Linked DNA regions of Triticum aestivum: region 2 is linked to region 1. A link is a contact called in public Hi-C data. All regions are on one chromosome and are shown on one strand. The core of a region is the stretch at or near the end of the contact, and the rest is flanking DNA. Distances in the headings are between cores, read along the strand shown.

Evidence for each region. A called contact is a pair of places that touch in the nucleus more often than the background predicts.
Region 2: a Hi-C map of leaf shows a contact between it and region 1, with 5 times the contacts expected there. The contact joins the promoter of LOC123052609 here to the promoter of LOC123052608 in region 1. A contact is called at or near these places in 2 of 5 Hi-C or Micro-C datasets (both in leaf).

What each region holds. Positions count from the first base shown.
Region 1 is chr2D:215,066,003-215,070,298 of IWGSC CS RefSeq v2.1, forward strand. It overlaps LOC123052608 (peptide-N(4)-(N-acetyl-beta-glucosaminyl)asparagine amidase), which reads right to left and starts at 1,806. Exons shown (of 17, transcript XM_044475854.1): 1 at 1,502-1,806; 2 at 1,246-1,413; 3 at 989-1,159. The coding sequence starts at 1,639.
Region 2 is chr2D:215,823,226-215,827,521 of IWGSC CS RefSeq v2.1, forward strand. It overlaps LOC123052609 (protein CHROMATIN REMODELING 4), which reads left to right and starts at 2,578. Exons shown (of 11, transcript XM_044475858.1): 1 at 2,578-2,834; 2 at 3,957-4,194. The coding sequence starts at 3,976.

The sequences.
Region 1 (4,296 bases), core at 556-3,055:
GGCTGGGAAGCATCAAGCATGTATCATTGGGTAAGCAAGCTACGAGCCAACGTCTTTACTGTTTTCAGCTTTTCATGCTTAAGTGTTATGTATATTTCAAATTCTAATACTAGCATATGATGTATTTTGCAAGTACCATGAGGATTCAATAAATTGTTGATCATTCAGTCATCGAGACGAGGACTTGATGAAAAGAGGCATGGATGCAACTTATGGGGCAGTATTTTGATCTCATCTCATGCATTTATTATTCTTTGTCTTTATAACATGCCATTTTATTAATTATTTATCTATACTTGCCACATCGCCGTATTGCTGTTTCTGGAAATTGCCGTATCCCGTATCCCCGTACCCATATCGCCGTATCCGTGTCGCCGTATCGGTGCTTCGTAGGCGAAGAGGGTAGCCCTCTTGGAAAATTTCCTTTCTGTCTAACTATGGCATCACTCAGTCTGTGTAGAAGATTAATTTGTTTATCCTGTGGAGCAATCAAACTTCTATTACCAATTCCAGTGTTTCCAATTCCTGTATGATTTAGCATGTCATGACTCATGACATCCTATTCCTATGTTCAAAAGGGGATCGATATTTGGATTTCCTTCTCTCTCTTTTCCCCTAGGTGAAGTACTTCAGTATTTAAACAAGGGATGCAATTGTTTGCTGCCCTCAAACTACATTTATGCAAGTTTGAACAGATGCAGGTATGAAAATCGAGCATAGCTCTTGCCCTTTTCACTGCCCAATCAAACAGAAATGATCTTTAACAAATGTAAACAGTACAAGACCTGCCGATACCATCCAAACTGCAATGCAGTAAAATGCAGTGCCCATGTTTCACCCTAGTCCAACCCAAACTCCAAACTCCAGAGCCATCGCGTGAACTAGATTACCAGATCAATTTGCACACTAAGCAGGACCAACTCCTGGACCAATTCGATACCGCACTAGACCATCCGATACAGCCAGGGATGTCATAACGAAACCGCACCTGAATCATCCTCGCGAGCTCCTCGTCGGACTTCTCCTGCGCCCTCGCAGCTGCAGCCGCCGCTGCATCCACGTCATCCCCCTCGCCGATGGGGACGAGGCGGAGGACCTCAGAAATGGACTCGAGGTCGGTGCCGTCGTCGACCACGGAGCCATCCGCCTCCACCTCGATCTGCACGGGCACTACACCGGATCAGAGTACAGCGGAGCCAAAACACCCGGATGATCGCGGGGTGTGAGTGGTCTGGGAAACTGCACCTCAATCAACCTCGCCAGTTCCTCATCGGACTTCTCCTGCGCCGTCGCCAACGCCGAAGCCGCGTCCGCGTCCTCCCCCTCGTCAATGGACATGAGGCACAGGCCCTCGGGGATTGACTCGAGGTCGGTGCCGTCGTCGACCACGGAGCCATCCGCTTCCACTACGATCTGCCGGGCACCACACCGGATCAGCGAACAGCAGAGCGAAAGCACCCGGATGATCGCGGAGTGTGTGTCGTCGGGGCGGGGATCGAACCTTCTGGAGGTCGGGCGGGACGGAGGTGAGCGAGAAGATCTGAAACCGGAGGACGTCGAGTCCGTCCTCCGTGTCGTACTCGACCGTGTGCTCCTCGTCGGCGGGGACCTGCCGGACTAAGAACCTGCGAGCCACCATGGCGTTATCTCTCCGTGGACCAGGTCGCGGCGTAGTCCACTACCAAGGCCTCAAAGGGTTTGCGTGACAGGTGGGAGGAAAGGCAATGGCCGAAGCAGCGCATAAGGGCATGTTTGCTTCTTTTTTTCGATTCTATAACCCCCGAACGTGCCATATTTTTGCTCCTCGTCCCAAACACGTCCTGAGCCGTTGATTGCAAGTACGCATCTTAAAGCACTTACAATTGCCAGGTCACGTTTTTCTGGTCGTTCGCTAGAAAGGACGCGCGTCCCGAACGTCTCCTTCATCTCGCCATATCAGTCGCTGTCGGATTACAGGTTCCGTAAACCCTTAAGAGGTTCGAACTCTGGGGTGCGCACGAAGAACACTCTCTCCCCAGCTCGCTCGCTCGCTCAACGATCCCACGGCCTAACTCGACGAATCCAAAGAACAAGAGACACAGGGGTTTATACTGGTTCGGGCCACCTTGCAGTGTAATACCCTACTCCAGTGTGTGGTGAATTGCCTCGAGGGGGCTGAGGATGAATTAGTACAATGGATGAACAGCCTCGGGGTGTTCTTGAGCTCGATGAGCTGGTGGCTGTGAGGATGATCTGAATGATCCGTCCTTTGCTACGGTGGTGGCTAGGTCCTATTTATAGTGGCATTGGTCCTCTCCCCAAATGTTAGACGGGAAGGGATCTCACAACGGCCAAGTTTGAAGGGAGACAACTAGTACAAGCTATCCTGACAAAAGGTGGTCTTCGCTTGCCAAAGGCTCTGGTGGTGACGTTGTCGTGGGCTCCGCGATGACCTCCGTCCTGCCGTCCTGGCGGTATTGGTCTTGTTGCACCGATATGGAAACCTTTGTCTGATCTCTCGGGACCCCACGCCTGCGCTTGCCTCCGTAGCACCAAAGAGGAAACTGGTACACTGCGCCCGCTGGCGTCCGCCTGGCCCTAGGTCGTCATGGCTCACGTCATGCGAGCCTCGCGAGGTGCACCCTGCATTGATATCTCCACTCCTCGGGAGCCAGCCTACCGAGGCTGCCCCCGGGGAGGTCTTGGTGGCGTCCCCCTCGCGAGGCTTGGCCCCTCACGAGGGTCTTGAGCTGTTGCTGCTGAAGCGGGGCCGTACCGGGCCGTTGACGGAGCCACGCCATGGTCCCCAGGCAGGCAAGTCTGGGCACCCCCGGTCCCAGAACGCCGACAGTAGCCCCCAGGCCCAAGGCGCGCTCGAACTTGGCTTCGAGGCGAAGCCAAAGGGCAAGTGCGGAGCGCCGCGAGCCCCAACTGCCTGCGGCCTTGGTCAACGCGTGGCGGTTGACGGGACGTGGGCGCCTCCGCTTCCCCACGCTGCCTCGGCAACCGTTCGACTTAACGAGACCCTGCTGCATGCAGAAGAAAACCATCATTACGCGCGATCGGGGAGGCCAGCGGTTGGCCTCCTCCTGGCTATAAATGAGGGGAGGGGCAGAGCCCCCTCGCTCATCTCCGCCTTCTCACCGATTGCTCCTTTTTCTTCCCCCTCGGCTCACCGTCTTGCCGCAGGCCCATGGCGCCGACGAAGAGGTTCTCGGCCACGGAGAAAGGGAAGGCTCGCCAGGAGGGGCCCGGATCGCCACCGCCCAAGAGGGGGCGTGGCCGCCCCCGTAAGCACGTTGCGACCCCTGCTGTGGTCTCGGGGGGGGGGGGCGGGCGTACTCCTTCGGAGACCGGCATCATCCTTGGCGGCCGCAGCGGTGCCTCCTCCCACGGCGGGGGCCGCTCTAGGCGGAGCAGCCCTTGCGTCGAGGGGAGGCACGCTGTGGTTGCCCGGCCTCCTCGGCCGCGCTTCCATTTGGCGGAGGTGCTCCCAGAGTTCGTCGTGTGGTCGGAGCAGCCGGCTGGCACCTGGCTCCAGCTCCCGTGCTCCTTTGCCGGTGAGTTGCCGGCCGCGGTGTTGGGGAACGTAGCAGAAATTCAAAATTTTCTACGCATCACCAAGATCAATCTATGGATTAACTAGCAACGAGAGAGAGGGGTGTGCATCTTCATACCCTTGAAGATCGCGATGCGGAAGCGTTGCAAGAACGCGGATGAAGGAGTCGTACTCGTAGCAATTCAGATCGCGGTTGATTCCGATCTAAGCGCCGAACCACGGCGCCTCCGCGTTCAACACACGTGCAGCCCGGTGACGTCTCCCACACCTTGATCCAGCAAGGAGAGAGGGAGAGGTTGGGGAAGACTCCGTCCAGTAGCAGCACAACGGTGTGGTGGTGGTGGAGGAGCGTGGCACTCCATCAGGGCTTCGCCAAGCACCGCAAGAGACGAGGAGGGAGAGGGGTAGGGCTGTGCCATGAGGGAGATGTTCTCGTGTCTATGGCAGCACCAAACCCCCACTATATATAGGGGAAAGGGAGGGGCTGCGCCCCCACCTAGGTTTCCACCTCTAGGGGTGGCGGCCAGCCCTAGATGGGACTTGGAGGGGCAGCCAAGGGGGGAGAGAGGGGGGCGCACCACTAGGTGGGCCTTAGGCCCATCTGAGCCTAGGGTTTCCCCTTTTCCCTTCTCTCTTCGCCTTGGGCCCTGGTGGGGGGGCGCACCCGCTCACCTGGGGCTGGTCCCCTCCCACACTTGGCCCACGCAGCCCTCTGGGGCCGGTGGCCCCACCTGGTGGACCCCCGGGACCCTCCCGGT
Region 2 (4,296 bases), core at 1,328-3,827, 760 kb after region 1:
TTCGGTAATACCTGGTATTGCCCGATAAACTCTGAAACCCTTCCGGTGACCCCGAAACGCTTCCGTTTCCTCTTGGAACTATTCCAAATATTAATGAAACATATCCAAAAATAAATCCTACTCTCGTCCTACTAACACTCAGCAGATCATGATTACCTTAAGCTTGTGACCCCGTAGGTTCGGTAAATCATAGACATGAACGAAACCCATTCGTTCAATGACAGATGGCGGAACCGTGGACGTCCATATCGATCCCTATGATTACACGAATGACATTCAAGTGAACCTTTGGTTATCATGCGATGTTCCATTTGCTTCGCAATACTTTACAAAACCCGGTGTGCATCGGTATCCTCTTGAGTCATGCACATGCTCACTATACCGTTGATCCCGTTGCCGTTTTTGTTCTTCTTTCTCGCTAAAGTGTTCCGGCATCCCCATGACGTAGTCACCTATGTCTGGCCAGACGATGATGGATGCCGACACACCGAGAGGGCCCTAAGATTGGGTCGATTCAATATGACCGTTCTTCTAACATCATATTCTCAATGTTGTTTTAGGACTATCATTACACTTAACGATATCCTAATATTCAGAAAACATGATCACCAGTAACACTTGAGCCGGTCTTAGAGGCAAGACCAGGGACCTATGCTTTACTGTTCATCATTCCACACGTGCATATGAGTTTTCCACCGAATCACATATTCCAGTACCATAACAGTTATAACATGAAATATGAACTTTTAATTATGAAATGGAAATATAATAATACAATATTATTGCCGCTAGGGCATATTTCCAACATGCACTACTTCCTCGGGGTCAAGGTGGTGCGTCGTACGGATGGCTTTTTCCTTCACCACCAAAAGTATGCTCCTGAGCTTCTTAATCGTACTGGAATGCTTAATAGAAAACCCGCACCCACGTCCGCCGACACGAAGGCTAAGCTCATTGCCACTGATGGGTCCCCCGCTCCGGATGCTTCATTTTATCGGTGTATCGTTGGTGCTCTTCAGTACCTTACTCTTACACGCCTGGAGCTGCAGTATGTTGTTCATCAGGTGTGTCTTCATATGCATGCTCCACGAGATGCTCACTGGACTTCGATGAAGCGGATTCTTCGGTATATCTGTGACACCATGGATCTCGGCATCATGCTACATGCCTCCACCGCCATCGACATCACCGCCTAATCCACGCTGACTGGTCGGCTGCCCTGATACACGATGTTCCACTTCGGGATATTGTGTCTTCCTTGGTCCATCACTTATTTCGTGGTCGTCCAAGCAGCAGCCAACAGTCTCTCGCTCCAATGATGAGGTTGAGTATCGTGTAGTGGCTAATGTTGTCGCTGGGTGTTCCCGGCTCCGCTAGCTCCTCCTTGAGCTTTCGTGTCATGTCGACAAGGCCACGGTGGTGTACTGCGATAACGTTTCCGCCGTCTACCTCTCCGCCAACCCGGTCGATCATCGTCGTACCAAGCACATCGAGCTTGATATTCATTTTGTTCGGGAACAGGTGGCTCTCGGTCATATACGTGTTCTATACGTACCACCTCCCAACAAGTTGCAGACATCATGACCAAGGGCTTGCCTACGACGTCATTCGAGGACTTCGATCCAATCTTTGCGTCAACAATGGCCCACTTCGACTGCATGCGCGCGGGGGGGGGGGTGTCTTGTGCCACATGCCTTCCTCCTTTGCATCTATAGTAGAGGATATGACTACCCCTTGTACTACATATGCATGTGCATATGCATCTAATGAATACTGAGAGTTGCATCCTAATTGTCTGCATTTGATTGCCAAAAGTTCATTGGAGGAAAACGCCGCAAAAGGCAGTGCAAAAAAAAGAGAAAGAAGAAGACCGTGTCGGCACCACTTTAAACCCAAGTCCCGCCATCAATCATGCACGCTGTGGGAATCCATCGGCGGGATCTCCAAGATGACGCCTCCAAAAGGAAAAACGATGTTGAGGACACTGTGGTCACCCGATTTGGCATAGCATGATTTTAGATTTTCATTCGGACATTTCATGGCATGAGGTACAGAGAGCAAATAAACTTCACAGCGGTAACTTCAAGGAGGAAGACGCCATCCCTGAACGCTGTATGTTGTGATGGCACCCGAAAAAAGCAGTGCTGCAGCGAGTGAAAAGATGAGGATGAATGGTCACTGAATGAAAGCTGAAGGCTGGAAAAGGCAGAACGTAAGAACAAGAAAAGGCAGAACGTAGGAAGAAGAAAGGAGTATCTTCTTTCCCAAAGCTCACAGTGTCAACCTATAAAACCTCAAAAAACCTTGGCACTAACTAGAGGAGCAGCTTCCCACCCAAACAACGGCCAACGGAATCATCCCATCAATTCCATCCACCCGCCGCCCGCGCCCGCGCCTGGAGCGGCGGGCCGCGGCCACCCACCCGCCCGCCGTCTCACGCCACCGCGGAAGCCGGCACTCACCTCGCGCCCGCCCCCACGTGTCCCTCCCTGCCGCCCGAGGGCCCCGCCTGTCACCCACCTCCGCCCCTGGTGGGCAGGCGAAAGCGACGCGTGAAGGGAGCGCTGCGCACGGCCCCCTACCACCCCCCGATGGGTGCCCCTCCCCATCGATAGCCGCGCCGCTGTCTGCTGCCCCCGCCCTGCGTCCCCGTTCCCCATTCGCACCCCTCCCCACTGCCCGCATCTATTCCACCGCCGCCGCCGCCGCCCCGCTCCGCTCGGTTCCGGCTCTCCCTCCGCGCTGCTGTGCTCTGTGGGGCGCCGGGCCGCGTGATCCGCCGCTGCCTCCGTCGATTCGGCTCCAGTTTCGGGGCGCTGCGGCGACCCCCCGAGGTGAAGCCGCTCCCGGTACTGCGGTTCAGCGCCTAATTGGGTGGGTCTACGGGATTTTTTGTCAAGAATTTTGCTGTGTAGTGGTTTGACTGTCGGACGGGGTGCGGGGTTAGGGCGGAGATTCGGATTTGTGTTTGGGTGCCGGTTTGGGCGTTTTGGGGTGCGAGGTTTGTTAGCAGCTGGTGAGCTTGTGTAAGAAACGGTAATGCTTCTGTTTGTCACATATGATTCATAGCTGGTTCTAGCTGCCTGTGCGCTGTTTCTACACCACTGTCCGGCAGAGAGTAGCAGCAGGGAAAATCCGGATACGCGTTGGCAATGGGCATACGAGGCGAACCATCTGGAGTGTAAACTATAGTATTTGCTAGTCGTGGCCGAATTTTAGCACTATGTCACATCGTGTGTTTGACTGCTTATGCTAGACTCGTTAAGTGGATTTAAAAGCAATATATCACAGGGAATTTGTGGTAGATTTTCAAGCGATGTACCACAGAGATCGGTAACACAATCCAGTTGTATATTAATGACTGAAGCAAAGAAGTAGTGTGAGGTTCCTAGTGGGATTTGGCTATGTATTTCATGCCTAGGTTATACGTGAAGTTATTTTGAGTATCAGTTCATTATTAGCAACTAGTCCTGACAAGCGACAACAATGCTATGTTCTGGTTATCCTTGTTTTCTGCCGTTTGCTTTCTTAAAGGGGTCATGCTTGGAAAATGTTCTGCTTTGTTTCTTTGTTGCATATCATTAATTTCGCTTTGTCATGTTCTATACATGAATTCCTTCTTTTTGGGATACATTGGCACAAAGCAAAAGGAACATTCAGCGAACAATAATTCAAATGCTGTCATTTATCTGTTAATATGGGACTGATCATCAGCTACTGCTTTGTATTTGTATGAGAACACTATACAAGTAATCTCTGAGTAAATCCATGCACCTCAAGTCCTCGGTTGTTCTAGTGCTTGTCTCTTGAGCTACTTTTAATCTCGCTTTAGATTAGTATTGTAATGCATACAATACTACATGACTACACAGGGAGCTTAGTATATTCAATTAGTGGTTGTCTACTTTTATATTTTGAGTTACTAATAAAGAAATGCATTCTTCTGTTGCTAGCAGCATGTGACGTCCTCCAACGATGAAGGAGAGGAGCTCTTTATGTGATAGTGCAGCAGATGGAAATTGGGTTTCAAAATTCAAAAGAAAGCGAAGCAAGTTAACAGCTAGCTCGTCAAATGAGCATGAGGCTACATCACCAACATCGGACTCTATAATGAACAATGGTTCCATAAAAAAGAGGTCCAAGCATGACACTAGCATTTCTACATCAGCCAAGAAGATAAGAGGACACGATGGGGTGAATTCCTTCTCTTTTTATCAGTTTATTACTTGTCAGTTATCTTGTGGATATTGTCTGTGATTTACTCTCCATCCATCCATATTTGTAAGACCTATTTTG